Linked DNA regions of Sus scrofa: region 1 is linked to region 2. The links are chromatin contacts, called in public HiChIP or PLAC-seq maps. All regions are on one chromosome and are shown on one strand. Each heading gives the region's core, a stretch centred on a gene start, on an enhancer-like site or on the middle of the called end of the contact. The rest is flanking DNA. Distances are from core to core; before and after follow the strand shown. Region 1 holds the start of PRSS23 (serine protease 23). Region 2 holds the start of ME3 (malic enzyme 3).

The links. HiChIP or PLAC-seq counts read pairs in DNA pulled down with a chosen protein or histone mark.
Region 1: an H3K27ac HiChIP or PLAC-seq map of skeletal muscle shows a contact between it and region 2. The contact joins the promoter of PRSS23 here to the promoter of ME3 in region 2. A contact is called at or near these places in 1 of 5 promoter capture datasets (fetal skeletal muscle), 12 of 47 Hi-C or Micro-C datasets (adipocytes, alveolar macrophages, brain and 7 more) and 2 of 2 datasets of contacts at active chromatin or transcription factors (alveolar macrophages and skeletal muscle).

Annotation. Positions count from the first base shown.
Region 1 is chr9:20,601,506-20,609,077 of Sscrofa11.1, forward strand. PRSS23 (serine protease 23) reads left to right here and starts at 2,171. Exons shown (of 2, transcript XM_003357231.3): 1 at 2,171-2,396. It also overlaps a transcript of ME3 not described here.
Region 2 is chr9:20,487,551-20,494,226 of Sscrofa11.1, forward strand. ME3 (malic enzyme 3) reads right to left here and starts at 1,465. Exons shown (of 16, transcript NM_001244258.1): 1 at 1,407-1,465; 2 at 906-1,103. The coding sequence starts at 1,088.

The DNA of each region.
Region 1 (7,572 bases), core at 921-3,420, 110 kb after region 2:
TTATTGAATTGGTATAAAGGAAGGGATGAGAAAGATTGTTTAACAGATTCGTAGGAAACTAGCTCTTTGATGAGTAAAAAATAACTGACAAACATCTTACCCACATATAAACTGATACAATTGGAGTTCATAACGATAGACACTGAATTTCACATTTTCTCCTATTTGTGCACTATTAATTTTCCGACACATAAGTAAAATTCAGGCAAATCTTCAGCAAAAACTTAAAAATCCTAAATGATCATCTTGATGATGATTAAGCCACACATATGAATATAACTGAAAAAGTGTCTCATGACCAATAGTTCTCTCTGAACCATATTAATAGAAGCCCATAACATGCATTTACATCATGTGTCAGAGCTGACAAAATACTTCTACAGACATTACTTCATTCCTGTTTTACAACTCTGTGAGATCAGTATGATAGGACTCATCAGCCCTGTTTTACCAATAAGGAAAAGGTAAGGGCGAAGAAAAACTGAGCAACTAGCAAGTTTTCATAACCAAAACCCAAGGTTTCCGATCCTGAGTTCAGAGCTCTTCCAATTATTGTGTTACTTAGGCTAAAAGATAACTTCATCTCTTGCCAGTGATTGATTTAGCAAAGTACTTAGGACTGTTGAATTCCTACCACTGTGATATGCAGAAAGGGCTGGGGAGAACTATCACTGTCTTGCTCCTAAGAGAGAGACAGAGGGAGAGAAGATTTTTTTTTTCCTCCTGGACACAAATGCAGGTGACAACTGCAGAGCCAAAAGAGGCAGGGCTGGAGCCTTGAGTGCCCCTCACCTGAAGCCACTCTATCTTTGAACTTCTCGACGTGCGATACTCAATTTCCTGATTGTCATTTAAGCAGGAGTAAGTCAAGGGTTTCCGTTATTGTGTCTGAAATCATCCCAAAAGAAACTATACAGGAAACTTTATGATATATGGATTTGGGGGAGAGAGTCTTGGGTTTGAATCCCCTCTCCAGCACTTCAAAGTGGGAATGTTATTTACCTAGTTAAGCCTTGGGTTCTTATCAGTTAATAGAAGGATATGTGTTCCTACTGCTCAGAGTCATTTGCTCCAATGTAAGAAGTAGTGGGAAAGGTCTGGTACACAGTAGATAATAAATGGCCATTATTGTTAAGATGAACTTTATACCAATGCTATAAATACTTTCACCAACAAAACCACCCTTTTTAAACTATAACTTTACACAAAACAATTTTATTGGCTCACTCGTGCTTTTCCTTCCAGTCAGGCAGGTATTCGAGTCAATACAAACGTTGATCCCTAACAAGCTTAGATCAAGAATACTCACCCTCTAAGTGAACTTCAGTCCCCTGAAGCTTTGGGATCACTGGGCGGAGGATGAAAGTTTTGATAATAAAATTACAATGGGAACTGAGCTTGGAGGGCTGCTACCAAGGCTGGAGTTTGCCTTCAAGGCAGCTATCAACCTTTCAAAAAGTGGCCCAACAAATCAAAGACTTGTCATTTATTTGTTTTTAATTTTCCTGAAGAAAGGGGTTTCAGGATTTAATAGTTTGATTTTATTACACTGTTTTAAAAAAAAAAATGGTAGAGAGAAAAAGAGACATTGCCATCTCTTGTCCTGAAAGAGAAGATGGTTTGGATAACCTCGCTTTGCCAATATTGCTATTTGTACAACTGTGAGGTCACAGCAATTGAGGACTGGGCTGGGCCTTCCTGGGTCTTCCTGGATTGAAGCTAGGGGCCTTTTCCATTTCAACAATAAAACAAAAAATATCATGTCATCTTAGAATATCATGTCACATCACCAGGTGGAGCTAAGTTTAATTGACAGCATAACCCCCAAACTGCTCTGTTACCTATTATCCCTCTGGGTGATGGACTGAACCCCTGCTCAGGTGGAGAGGAAGCCTTCACTCTGGCTGTGCATGGGTTGTCCAAACAGGGCCTCAGTCAGCCTTGAGTTAAGGGACAAAATATTTGTGTGGTCCAGAAAAGCCAGAGAACCCTGGCTGGGGCCCACTCAGAGAGCATGAAGCTTGTGGGTGCAGCAGCTTTAGGGCCATTGCTTAACAGTTCGGTCTTGATTTTTCAGGGACAGAAACAATGATGAGAACAACAACTTAACCGATCCCACAAGATCTCAGGGCTAAGTGTTCTTGTCACTAATTTTAGTCTGCTGGAAACCCGGATAAAGTCACTCCTCCTTCAAGGGAGTCCCCAGCTGCAGCTGCTGGTGTCAGTACTGGAGCGCGGTGTCCGTGGCCCTCCCAGTGTAACCTTCATGGCTCTGTCAGGGTGACAGGCTCCCCAGAAGCAGTCACCCTCGGGGCTCGCCCTTCCTCCAAGAGCACGGGCTGCAGCGGAGGGCCTCTGAGCAGCCTTCAGCTCTGACATCCACTGCCTTCATGTGGGTAAGTCCCGCCTCACCCCCCACCCCCCTTCCTACCCTTGAATCTGGTCCCAGCCCCCACCCCTGGGATCAGGCCGAACGTTGGCTTTCTAGGGCGCTCTGCAGGCTTTGAAGTGAAGAGAACACAGACCGTTGTGGTTTCCCTAATCTGTGGACCCAAGGAAGCAGGAGCCTGGTGACCATTGTTTGAAATAAACCAGGTTAGTGTTCTGAAAGAGCAGGAAGCCAATCACGTCTATAGACACAAACCCTCCTGCTTTCAACCTTGGGCAGGCCGTCCTTACTTTGTTTCAAAATAGGAAAAATCACTATCACTGTCATTGCCAGGACGGCTACGCAGCACTAGTCCTGGTGAGCTGGCTTGTTTTTCATTAACTCTCCCCTCTACGGAGGCAAAGGAAAACTAGAGGCCTTGGCCTGTGTCTAAGAACTGCCCAAACAATCTGCTGGAATCTAAAAGTAAGTCTCAAGTTTAGCGCCTTGTGGTCTGTTTTCAAGGTCAGGTTGGCTGATACCGCTATACAAGCTTTCCTGTTACGCTTATTCAAAAGGGCTCCCCAACGCCTCCAAATGCATCTATCTGGAGCCTTGCACAGTGCTTTGAGCTGGATGTGTAAGAGCTACAAAATAACCAACACATGATACCTTCTTCAGTCAGTTCTTACACCAGCAGCTATCCCAAGAGTGGTCTTGTAAATAATGATAATGATAACAGGGTAAGTAGCTAATGAGTAGAATCAAGGAAGCATATGTGTTCATAAGTCCCTTGACACATTTCCTAATTTAATCACCATCACGCTGGGAGGAGGGTACCGGCACTACTCTATTTTGCGAATGAGGAAACGGGGGCTCTTTCAGTGTGCTGGTTCTTTGCCCCCCCGCAATCTCCACCCTTTACTGCCCTGCCCTGTGCCTCACCCACCGCACAGCCTGGCTCCCTTGGGAGCTGACTTCGGCAGGCTCCAGAGATCAGCGGGCAGGAGGAGAAGAGATCAAGGCATTTCTTTCCCACTCCTTCCCTTCCTCCTGGGCACCAGTTTCCTGCAATGGCTGTATGGGTCCATAGGGGAGCAACTCCTGGCAGCAGGCCCCCCACCTGGGCGCTCAGGTGCCCCTTCGCCCTCCCTCCCGTGCCCACAGCAGGACCCCGCTGCTGGGCCCTGGGTGCTCTCTGTCCTTGCTTGTTCCTCCACCCTGTCCTCATCTCCAGGACTAGCCACTTCCTGAAAGTCTCTTCATTTGAATCAATTAAGGGCAAACTGGGCTTCTGTTAAGATCCTGACTGACACATCCCGCAAAAGAGATGCAGACTGGAGAGTCAAGGGTGGAGGAGAGGAAAGGTATACTGATAATAAAAGAAGTAACAGTGTAAGGGCTATGAGAAAGCTGTGGAAAGTGTTATGGGAAATCGAAGGCCAATAAAAGGAAAAAATACTTTGCAGAGCATGTGACAGAGTGTTAGGCCTTTTTACTTTTATTTTTTGGCTGCACCTGTGGCAGGTGGTTAAACCAGAGTCACAGCAGTGATGACACCAGACCCTTAACCCACTGACCCACCAGGGAGCTCCTGTTAGGCCTTTCAAGAATGCATACAATTAGGAGTCCCTGGTAATGCAGCGAGTCAAGGATCTGGTGTTGTCATCGCAGTAGCTCAGGTCGCTGCTATGGCGCAGATTCAATCCCTGACCTGGGAACTTCCACCTGCTTTGGGCATAGCCAAAAAAAAATTTTTTTTTAATGTATAGATTTAGACACAGAAAACAAACTGGTGGTTACCAAAGGGGAGGGGGAGGGACAAATTGGGATATGGAATTAACAGATACAAACTGCTGTGTATAAAATAGATAAGCCACAAGCGCATACTCCATAGCACAGTGAATTATATCCATTATCTTGTAATAACCTATAATGGAGTATAATCTAGAAAAACATTGAATTACTATGTTATACACCTAAAATTAACACAATATTGTAAATTAACTGTATTTCAATTTTTTTAAAAAAGTAGAATTGAGACAAGTGGATACAAAGGAAACAGTTTCAAATACAAGCAAAGGCAATGAGGCAAAAAAGCACGAACCACGTATCGGGAACAGAAGTGGTTACTCCTAGAAGTGGGATAAGCTAATGGATGGTTTTCTCAAACTGTGCCCAATAGAACGCCACTGTTCTGTGACATGTTACTACCCTATTGGAAAAAAGAATCGTGGTCAAATAAGACCCGGTAATTTAGAAATAAGTGAGTGTAAGCAGGTTTCTTCACTCAGGACTTCTCAGAGCATCTAGAGTGCTAATATGCATATCTGACCATCTTTTTTTCATGGATGGTCTATTAACATCTTCCAGAATGTGGGAGCAAATAGAGTTTGGGAAGCAAACTCCATCCTGTGGGTGTCCCTGGCAGAGTGACTCAGAACACATTCCAGAGGGTTCTGCATAAAGTCAGTGGGGACGTCACACATCTTGCACAGATGACACCTAGAACACCAGCATGCAGCCATAGCATAAGTCCTGAAATGTAACCAGCACACCAAGCAGAAACTGAATTTATCCTGAGTGACCCGTAAGGAAAGAATGGTGAACGGGCATCAAAGAGAAATTCAGATTTATATCCTGGAAAACATGGGAGCCCCAGTGGTAAAATTTCCCATACAGTGAGCCCTGCTCCTAGGGGCTGCACTGGCAAACCAGAATATTTCAGACCTGATATTCTAAGCTCGTTAGATTTTGACCTATTAATTCATTCAATCATTTATTAAGAAAAAACTAATTGAGCCTTTCTGTGATCCAGGCTCTACTAAACGACAAAGGAAAAGCACAAAGACTAGAAGAATGAGGCAGGGTGCCCCACATGAGGAGCTCTAGACTGCTTAAGGTTGAACATGTAAATACATAGTTTTAGTGCAAGATATAATTTCAATATGATTCTCTGAAAACGCAGAAAACAAACTGACATATGTAGCAATGAAGGGTTTGGAAGCCTTCAGAGAAGAGTTGATATTTGAGCTTAAAGGATGAGTAGAATTTGCCAGGAAAAAGGAGAAACCTCATGAAAAGACTGGATTTGAATGTTCAGCCCCCATACTTAGCCACTTAAAAGATTACTCCTTATAAGACAGAAAAGAGAAAATTATATATATATATGGATAAATATAAACATATATTTAAAACAAAAGGATTTTCAAAAAATGCCTTTTAAAGGTATAGAGATTTGGGAGAAATTTCCATAACATAAATGTAAAGAGAATATCAAAAGGTTATTAAAGTGTATTTCAAGGCTGCAGCTCTGCTGCTTCTCCCTGACTTAGAGGAAGGAAAAAAAGAATCTTTTTTTCTCTTTTGTTCTTGATCATGAGATCTAGTATGCAAGTTCGAGTATATCAGAGAAGCCCAGCACTGGCCTCTGGAGACTTTCTGAATTTGACCAGAGAAAATGAGAAACACACAGTTATTTCAAAATGTTTCTAATTTTTCAGTTTAGAATAGGGCCCACAGTATACAGGAAATTGCTAGTGCCAAAGCCTGTTTTTCTTTCTAATATTTTTTTGTCTTTTTTTTTTTTTTTTTTGGTGGGGGGGGCTGCAAAAGCAGCATATGGAAGTTTCCAGGCTAGAGGTCCAAATAGGAGCTGTAGCTGCCGGCCTACGCCAGAGCCACAGCAACCCCAGATCTGAGCCGCATCGGCAAACTACACCACAGCTCAGGGCAACACTGGATCCTTAACCCACTGAGCAAGGCCAGGGATCAAACCCATGTCCTCGTGGATACTAGTTGGGTCATTACCAGGACAGAAACACCTCTCCCTAATAATTAAAATTATTGCTACATTCTTTTAAGTAGGATTTGAGTAAAGCTTTTCTTTGCTGTGCAGCTTTTTTTTTTTTTTTTCTTTTTAGGCTACCATATATACAATGTGACAATTTAGCTCTACAACCACTTCATATTTTAAGGTTATATATTATACCTTCACACATTTATATTCAGAATGTACTGACTAATATTTCCAAATACTTAAAATGGGTAATCTATACTTAACAAAAATAGGAATTTTTTTAAAGTTGTAAGTGCAATACAAACACATTTGTTTTGTTTTACGAAGTGCTATAAAGATTATTTGCAGTGGCTCTTTTTGTTCTTTTTTTTTTAATTATGGGAATTTGTTGTGGTTTCTTTTTTTTTTTTTTTTTTTTTTTACTGTGAAAGATTTTAAATCCAACCATCATGAGAGAAAAATCTGGTTTTACCTGTTAAAACAAAACAAAATAAAAAAAACCAAATACATAGCCTGACAATATTAGTGTCAGTAAATGTTTGCTGAATAAATGAACTGATGATGCCATAGGGGGGACTGGAAAAGGAGATTAAAAAGAAACTACATAACAACAACAACAACAAAAAAAAAAGGGAGTTCCTGTCGTGGCGCAGTGGTGAACGAATCCGACTAGGAACCATGGGGTTGCGGGTTCAGTCCCTGCCCTTGCTCAGTGGGTTAACGATCCGGTGTTGCCGTGAGCTGTGGTGTAGGTTGCAGATGTGGCTCGGATCCCGCGTTGCTGTGGCTCTGGTGTAGGCCAGTGGCTGCAGCTCTGATTCAACCCCTAGCCTGGGAACCTCCACATGCCGAGGGAGCGGCCCAAGAAATACCACCAACAACAACAAAAACAAAAACAAACAAATAAACAAAACAAAAAAAGAAACTACAGCCCTGGCTCCCCTTCGAATCTGTAACTTTTCCTAAATTCGGTACAGTCATCCCTCTGTATCCATGGGTTCTAAGGATTCAACTAAGCACGGATCAAAAAATTATTTGAAAAAAAATCCATAAAGTTCCAAAAAGTAAATCTTGAATGTGCCACACCAGTAACTATTCACATGGCATTTACGTTACATTAGGTGTTCTAAGTAATTTAGAGACAGGGGTGATTTAAAGTACATGGAAGAGGGTTGTAGGTGATACTCAAATACTTGGCCATTTTATAGAAGGAAGTTGAGCATCCTTGGACTTTGATATCTGCAGGGGTCCTGGCACGAATCCTCCACAGACACCAGGGAATGACTGTACTGGGAAACTCTGTATTGCCTACAAATCAAAACCTATGACAAGAGACTTGGGGTTGAAAAAAGTCCTAAGACAACTTATTCTTAGAAAGCCTGGGTTAAATCTTTTAGCATTGATC
Region 2 (6,676 bases), core at 215-2,714:
AACTGAATGTGGTAGGAATGGTGGGTTTGTCTAACATCCACCTTAAGCAACAGAAAGTGGCACTCAGAGAAATTGAGATGCCCAAGCTAACTTGAGGAGGTGCCCGGAGACAGGCGTCAAGTCTCTGGCTTCCTGGGTTTTTAACACCCGTGATACTAAACTTGACTCTCAGGAACAAACGTGTGTGCTCTTAGGCACTGCTAACAAGCAGTGAGCTGAACTTGACCCAAGCACCAGAGATCCAGCCCCAGATTTCAGCGGCAGAGCCAAAACTAGCTGGTGACCTTGGGCAAGTTCCCTTTGTCTTGTTTTCTCATTTGTAAAAGGAGAGGTTTGAATTAGCATATCTGATGCCCCTTCAAGGTCTAAACGTTCTTATAATTCTAGACTTTTTGGTCTCTGCTCAAATCAACCTTTTTCTCAGAATAATTACAATTTTAGCTGACATGTGCTCCCACGGGGTGTCAGATACTGTGCTAAGGACTCTGCCTCCATTTTCTCTTGAAAGCTCACAATGCTGCTGAGACAACTGCTTCCGCTTTTACGGAGGGGGAACTTGGCCTGACAGTGATTAAATGAACTGCCCAAGAGCAACAGAATCACTAAGCATCAAGGGGAGATCCGACCCCACGTCGGACTGGTCATGAGGACCTTAACCCCGTCTGTATGTTTGAAGAAATTGGGCTCCCTGCGTTACTGATCACCTCTTTCCAGGGAGAAGAGGAGTGGTTAAAAAATAAAGGAAGAAATACAAGCCAAACCGAGTTACTGCAAGCTTCCCCCGGCAAAAATGGAAAGCCACTGGAAGGGCGGCTGGGAGGATCCTTCCCGGGCCCAGGGGGCGGGGCGCCCTCCGGCCGGCGCTGGATAGCGGCTTGGGCCATCCCACCCTCCGGGACCGTTACCTTGTTGAGATGCGGATTCCTGGTGACATCGTATCCGCGCTTCTTCAGGGGCACAGGACGCGGCAGGCCCGTCTTGGAGTGGCAGCCTCGGGCGGGCGCGGGGGGTGCCCAGCGCCGGACGGCGCCGCAGGCCTGGCGGGGCAGGAGAGCCACCCGCGCGCCGCTGCCCAGCGACGCACCCATGGTCCTTGCGCAGACCTGCCACGGGGAGAAACCAAGGTCAGGGGCGCCGCCCGGCCAGCCGGGACCTACGCGCGTCGAGGGGCACAGAGTCTCAGCCAGGGATGCGTCCGCAGGGTTCAAGCCGCGCAGCCCCTGCCCCTCCCCCGCGGCCACCTGCGCGACTCCCTCCCGGCGCTTGCGGCGCGCAGGCCTCGCCAAGCCCCGGGCAAAGCGAAAGCAAGCTCAGGAAGTAGATCCCGTGCGGGCAATAGCCCGCGCCACCTCTGCCCCAGTCCCCGAGAGAAAAAGCGGCGACTGCGCGGCAAGGATTCCCCGCACCTCCAATCCCGATCGGTGGCGGTGGCGCGCCTGGGTCTCTGGCTTCCCCAGCCCACCTGTGCTGCGCCCGGAGCTGAGTCTACGCGACCCGGCTGCGGGGCAGGCGGGGCGAGGCGCTGCGGGGCCGTTTCCCTCCTGCCAATGAATGTACCGCGCCCGAGGCCGCGAGAGCGCGAGGCTGGTGCTTTATGGAAAGAGAGGTCCGGAAACCTTTGTTCGCAATGCGGGGTTTCCCTCAGGGTGCGCGTGGAGAGCCTCACAGCTAGGTGCAGTGCCTCCGCGGTGCCAAAATGAACCTCAGGATGCCACCCCTCCAACTCCCAACCTCTCCACTTGACAAGCCAAATGCACAGAGGGGGCTTGGCATTTAGGGGTCAATAACCCCTTTTACAATCCCACCCTTTGGAGAAGGCCCTGGCTTCTGGGTAAGGAGTAGAAACCGTCAGGCACCCAGGGCTTAGTGTTGTGTTGTGTTGTCAGGTTCAATAGCCATTAGCCACTCGCGTCTCTATATATTTACCCAAGTCCATTTAAATGGAATAAAATTTAAACTCCACGTCCTCAGTTAAACCAGCAACAAAGCAGGTACTCGAGATCCACCTGAGCTTTGGGTTAGGCCAGCACAGGTGTGGAACATTTCTATCCTTACTGAAAGTTCTATGGGACATCAATGATATAGGGTCCACAGTCCTGGGGACCCCAGGAGCATGACATGGGTTGTTGGGACCAGGCAAGAACCTTGGAGTCCATCTAATCCTGAACCTAATTTTACACTTTTTCCACACAGTAGCCAGGAAATTCCTATTAAAGCAAACATTTAATTGCATGTGGAATAAAATCCAAATTCTTTTTGGGGTCTGCTAGTTATCCCATAGCCTGGTCCCTGCCAACTTCTTCAGGCTCATCCCACTCCAGTCTCCCTCTCACTGATCTCTAGCCACGCTTGCCCCTTTCTGTGTTTCCACCCCAACCACAACTCTCTCAGCTCAGGGCCTTTGCACTTGCTATTGCCTCTGTTTGGCACACTCCGCCCATGCTCTCAGATCTCCACTAAGTTGTCAGCTTGAAGGTTTTTCCTCCACCCAGTCCAATGTCAGCCTCCACTAGGGATTATGTGGTGAAGGACTTTTCTGTTTGCAAAACTCAACACAACCAGTAATCGGCTCATTTTCTAATCATTGTTGACTGTCTCCCCCTAAAATGTAAGCATCATGAGGAAAGTCTCTTTGCTTGTAAACCCCTGTATCCTCACTCTCTAGCTTAATGACTGGTACATAGTTGCACAATAAATAGATGTTGGGTGAATGAAGGAAATGACAGCCACTTTCATAAGGACTATGAACCCTCAGACTGACTGCCAGACAGATGGCAGGGTCCTCTACTGACTTCCCTGCTCACCTCCCACGCAAGCAGCCTTCAGCGTGTGCGCAAAGTACACAGCAGACATTGTGCTGCTGGGAACTGCCTCTGCCTGGATCAGGATTCCGATCCTTTGACACAATCATCGCCTCCTTCTTTCTCTCCCCTTACCAGTCCCATCTCCAATTTGCAGCCCAATTATCTACCTAAAAGCACATTCCAAAACAGAATTGAAATTACCTGGTGGGGGAATGCAGGGGGCGGGGGCAGCACAGATTTCCAGGCCCCAGCCACAGAGAATCCATTTCAGTAGGGTTCAAATGCCTAAAGTCTGGTTTACTCTTGGTCATTTACATAAACACATAAATGATCTTTTTTTTTTTTTTCCTAAACCAGTTTGAGTCAGAATTTTGATTGCTTGCAACTGGAGGTATTAACTGATATTTTCCTCTCAACACCATTTTTATATTTGTTAATCTTCCCACCAGTGGACACATCTTGAGGTTAGAGTATGTGTGTGTGTGTGTGTGTGTGTGTGTGTTGTGTGTGTGTGCACACGTCCGTCTTTGGTACCTGGCACATAACAAATAGTCAAAAACTGTGGGTCTGCCTTTCCTCGATTCAATGATCTTTCTCACCTGGAGGACATTTAATAGGTAACTTCAGTCATCTGAAACTCAACTAGAAACCAGGATGTAAACAAAGCTTCCCCAAAAAGTCAATATAATTTTTATACCATCTATTCACCAAAGCACACACAGCTTGCATCTAAGATTCTCTCATGTGGCTCCACCTGTGGCCTATGTTGTCTTAACCCAGACACAAGTCTAGCAATATTGTTCTTCTTTCCTGTGTGTTTGATCCTTGGCCAAATTAAGGAAAGGTGCTAAAGGCAGGTTCACCAGGTGTAGCAGCAGAAGGCAGTGGAGAGAGGAGGTGGCTGCTCTGTTCTCCAGAGCCCATCAGGGATCCGAGTTGGATTCTTTCAGTGTTGTCTCCTCTCCACTGAAGCATGAATGACTACATCAGCACCCCAGCTGGTGGCAAGGGAGACGAGGAAGTGGAGGGCACTCCTTTAGGGAAATGATATAGAAGTGGCACGCGTTACTTCTCCTCACATTCTGCTGCTGAAACCTCAGTCACATCAGCTACTTGCAAGCCAGGAAGTAGTGTCTCTGGCAGGAAAGGCGTGTGTGCTCTCCGCTAAGGCTCAGTGCGGAAGTCTACCACTAAAAGGAGGAAGCAGAAAATAGGTCCTGGGGACCAGTAACTACCAATCTGGACATAACAGGCATTTTATTTAATGTGCTTGGCATGGAGTGGATGCTCAGAAACTGGTACCGATTATTATTGGCGTGGATGGTTTCCATCTCTGGTTTCCAGGCAACTTCCTTACATTTGTTTACTTATGTATATTTATTTATGGCCGTGCCTGTGACATATGGAAGTTCCCAGGCCAGAGATCAAACCCGTGCCATAGCAGTAATGAGAGCCACAGCAGGTGGACCATGCTGGATCCTTAACCTGCTGAGCCACAGGGCAACTCAGCTTCCTTTTAGAGCTGAACATGGGATTACAGAGGCCAGGTTCAGAGCCGTGGAAACATCTCAGAACTTCTTCAGTTCCATATTACTCTGACTTCCTTAGCAAGCCAGCCCTGTGGTCTGGTCCAGCACTAGACAGAACTAAGGAGTCTCTGTGATTTGTCTCAGTCTCTCTGCCTTCACATCCCATTTACTGACTTCTGCCATGGCTGTAATGCTGCTTCCAGGAGTGGCAGGGAAGGAACCCAATTTCCATCCTCCCTGGCCAGAGTTCCCACAGTCCCAGGGCCCTGAGCACCTTTGCCCCTTCATTCTGATCACAGAGATTTGCATATGTACCTGCTGCCCTGCTAGATGGAATTCCTTGAGGACTGGAACCACCATTTACAACTCTTTGCCTCCCCAGTACCTGGCACCAAGAAGGCATTCAGTGTGTTGAATTAAAACTGATGCGAATCAGGAGTTCCCGTCGTGGCACAGTGGTTAACAAATCTGAATAGGAACCATGAGGTTGCAGGTTCCATCCCTGGCCTTGCTCCGTGGGTTAAGGATCCGGCGTTGCCATGAGCTGTGGTGTAGGTCGCTGATGGGGCTCAGATCCCTTGTTGCTGTGGTTCTGATGTAGCACCAAAAGGACAGCGGTAGCCTGATTTTAATGGTCATCGTCATTGTCCTCATTACTCCCAGGCTTGCATCCTACACTGTCACCTAGCACAGTATTGGGTGCCATAAATGCCCACAGAACTGAATTTGATTCACCTGAGTAGGGAAGGACAAAGTGGCATAAGAGAGACCATGGAGCCTCGAGGTCCCATCTCTCTGACCCCCTCCTCTGGAGCTGTTTCCAGGGTAACTGAGTCTCCGTCTCTTCTGATCCCTTCCTCCACCTCCCTGCCACCCTCCCCCCGGCCCATTACGCAGGAATAAACTGTTCTATGACATTCTGAAAATATCACAAGGAGAAATGACAGCATGATCTTGTTGGGTAGCAGAAGAAAACATGTTTCTTATTTGTCTATTGCATCGCAGTCTCTTTCTCTCTTCCTCTGTTGCATTGCCATAATTGGTGGATACCTAATTTTCACAAGAAAACATCTGTGAAGTAACCACATTTCTAATCTAGGCGGTCGCCCGACCCTGTTATCTCTGCACACTCTTATCACAAAAACACGTTGAAGTCTTTATTTACAAACTCACTCAGCTTTCTACTCAAGCAGTTGTACCACACATAATTGCCTCCAGAGAGAAGAATAAACATGCTGCCTTTCTTTTTCATCAGACTCCCTGCCTGATTCTCATTTAGTTCTGCCCTAATCCTGACCAGGCTCGCTTCCCTTCCTGGCCTGACCCATGGGGCAGCCTTTATTTTCATGGTTGGTTTAGGCACAGACAATGTATAATCCATGTCATACATGCCCCCACTTCCGTCCTGCAACAGGAATGCCAAGAGGAAGACCTTCTTGTTCAGACTGATTGGGGAGAGACCGAATCACCAGCCCTTCTCGTGTTTTCTCTAGGCCTCTGGGTTTCCCAGAGGTTGTTTCCAAAAATCTACTTCCTGCCCCTCTTGAAACACTATTCAATCCCTCAGTCCTCCAGCCTGCTCCCAGCCCCTCGGCCTCCTCTCTCCTGGCACAAAAGTTAGACAAAAAGGCAACTGTTTGAAAAAGGCAAGACACGGAAACGAATTCATGGCAGCAGCTGCTGGGCTAAGCAGCTGATAAGAGGGAACAAATCTGTGCCCTGGGTGTTTGTTCGGAGGGAGGTCAGGGCAGCGGCTCGGCGGGCTGAGGGGCGGGCCCTTGGACATTGTGTGATTCGCCCATCTGGCCCATTCAGCATCCCCTGCCCCCGTGACCCCTGCTTTGCCAGCTCAGCTCCTTCCCTCCTCCGGCTCCCAGCTTGTAGAACTGTGATGAGCATGGCCTCCTGCTTCCTCATTGATTTTGCAGCAGTCCCCACACACTTCCGTAACGGGAAAAAAATGGTTTTCTCTGTTGCTAGTCTTATTTCTCAGAGAGACAAAAATCATCAACTTTCTGGGAGAATCCTGAGGCTCTCACTAAAGCTTCGGTTATTTTCGCTTTCCGTGTTTTTCAAGTGTGTTTCCTTTCTGTACGTAATTGGTGAGACTGACAGGCTCTTCTGCGTGAATGGTGATAAGATTCCCTTTAGCTCCTTATCGCTTCAATTGGCTTTTGTCTTCCCTTCTCACAAGATTTAACCACTCCACCCTTCCCCTGAGCTCCTATTCAGACAGAAATCCCCCTGCCGGGTTCATGGAGCCTTCCCCCAAAGGGGTGTAATTTGTTTCCTCTGTGGCTCCGCAGCTTGTGGGGTTTATTATTGCACTAGATGTCATCGGGC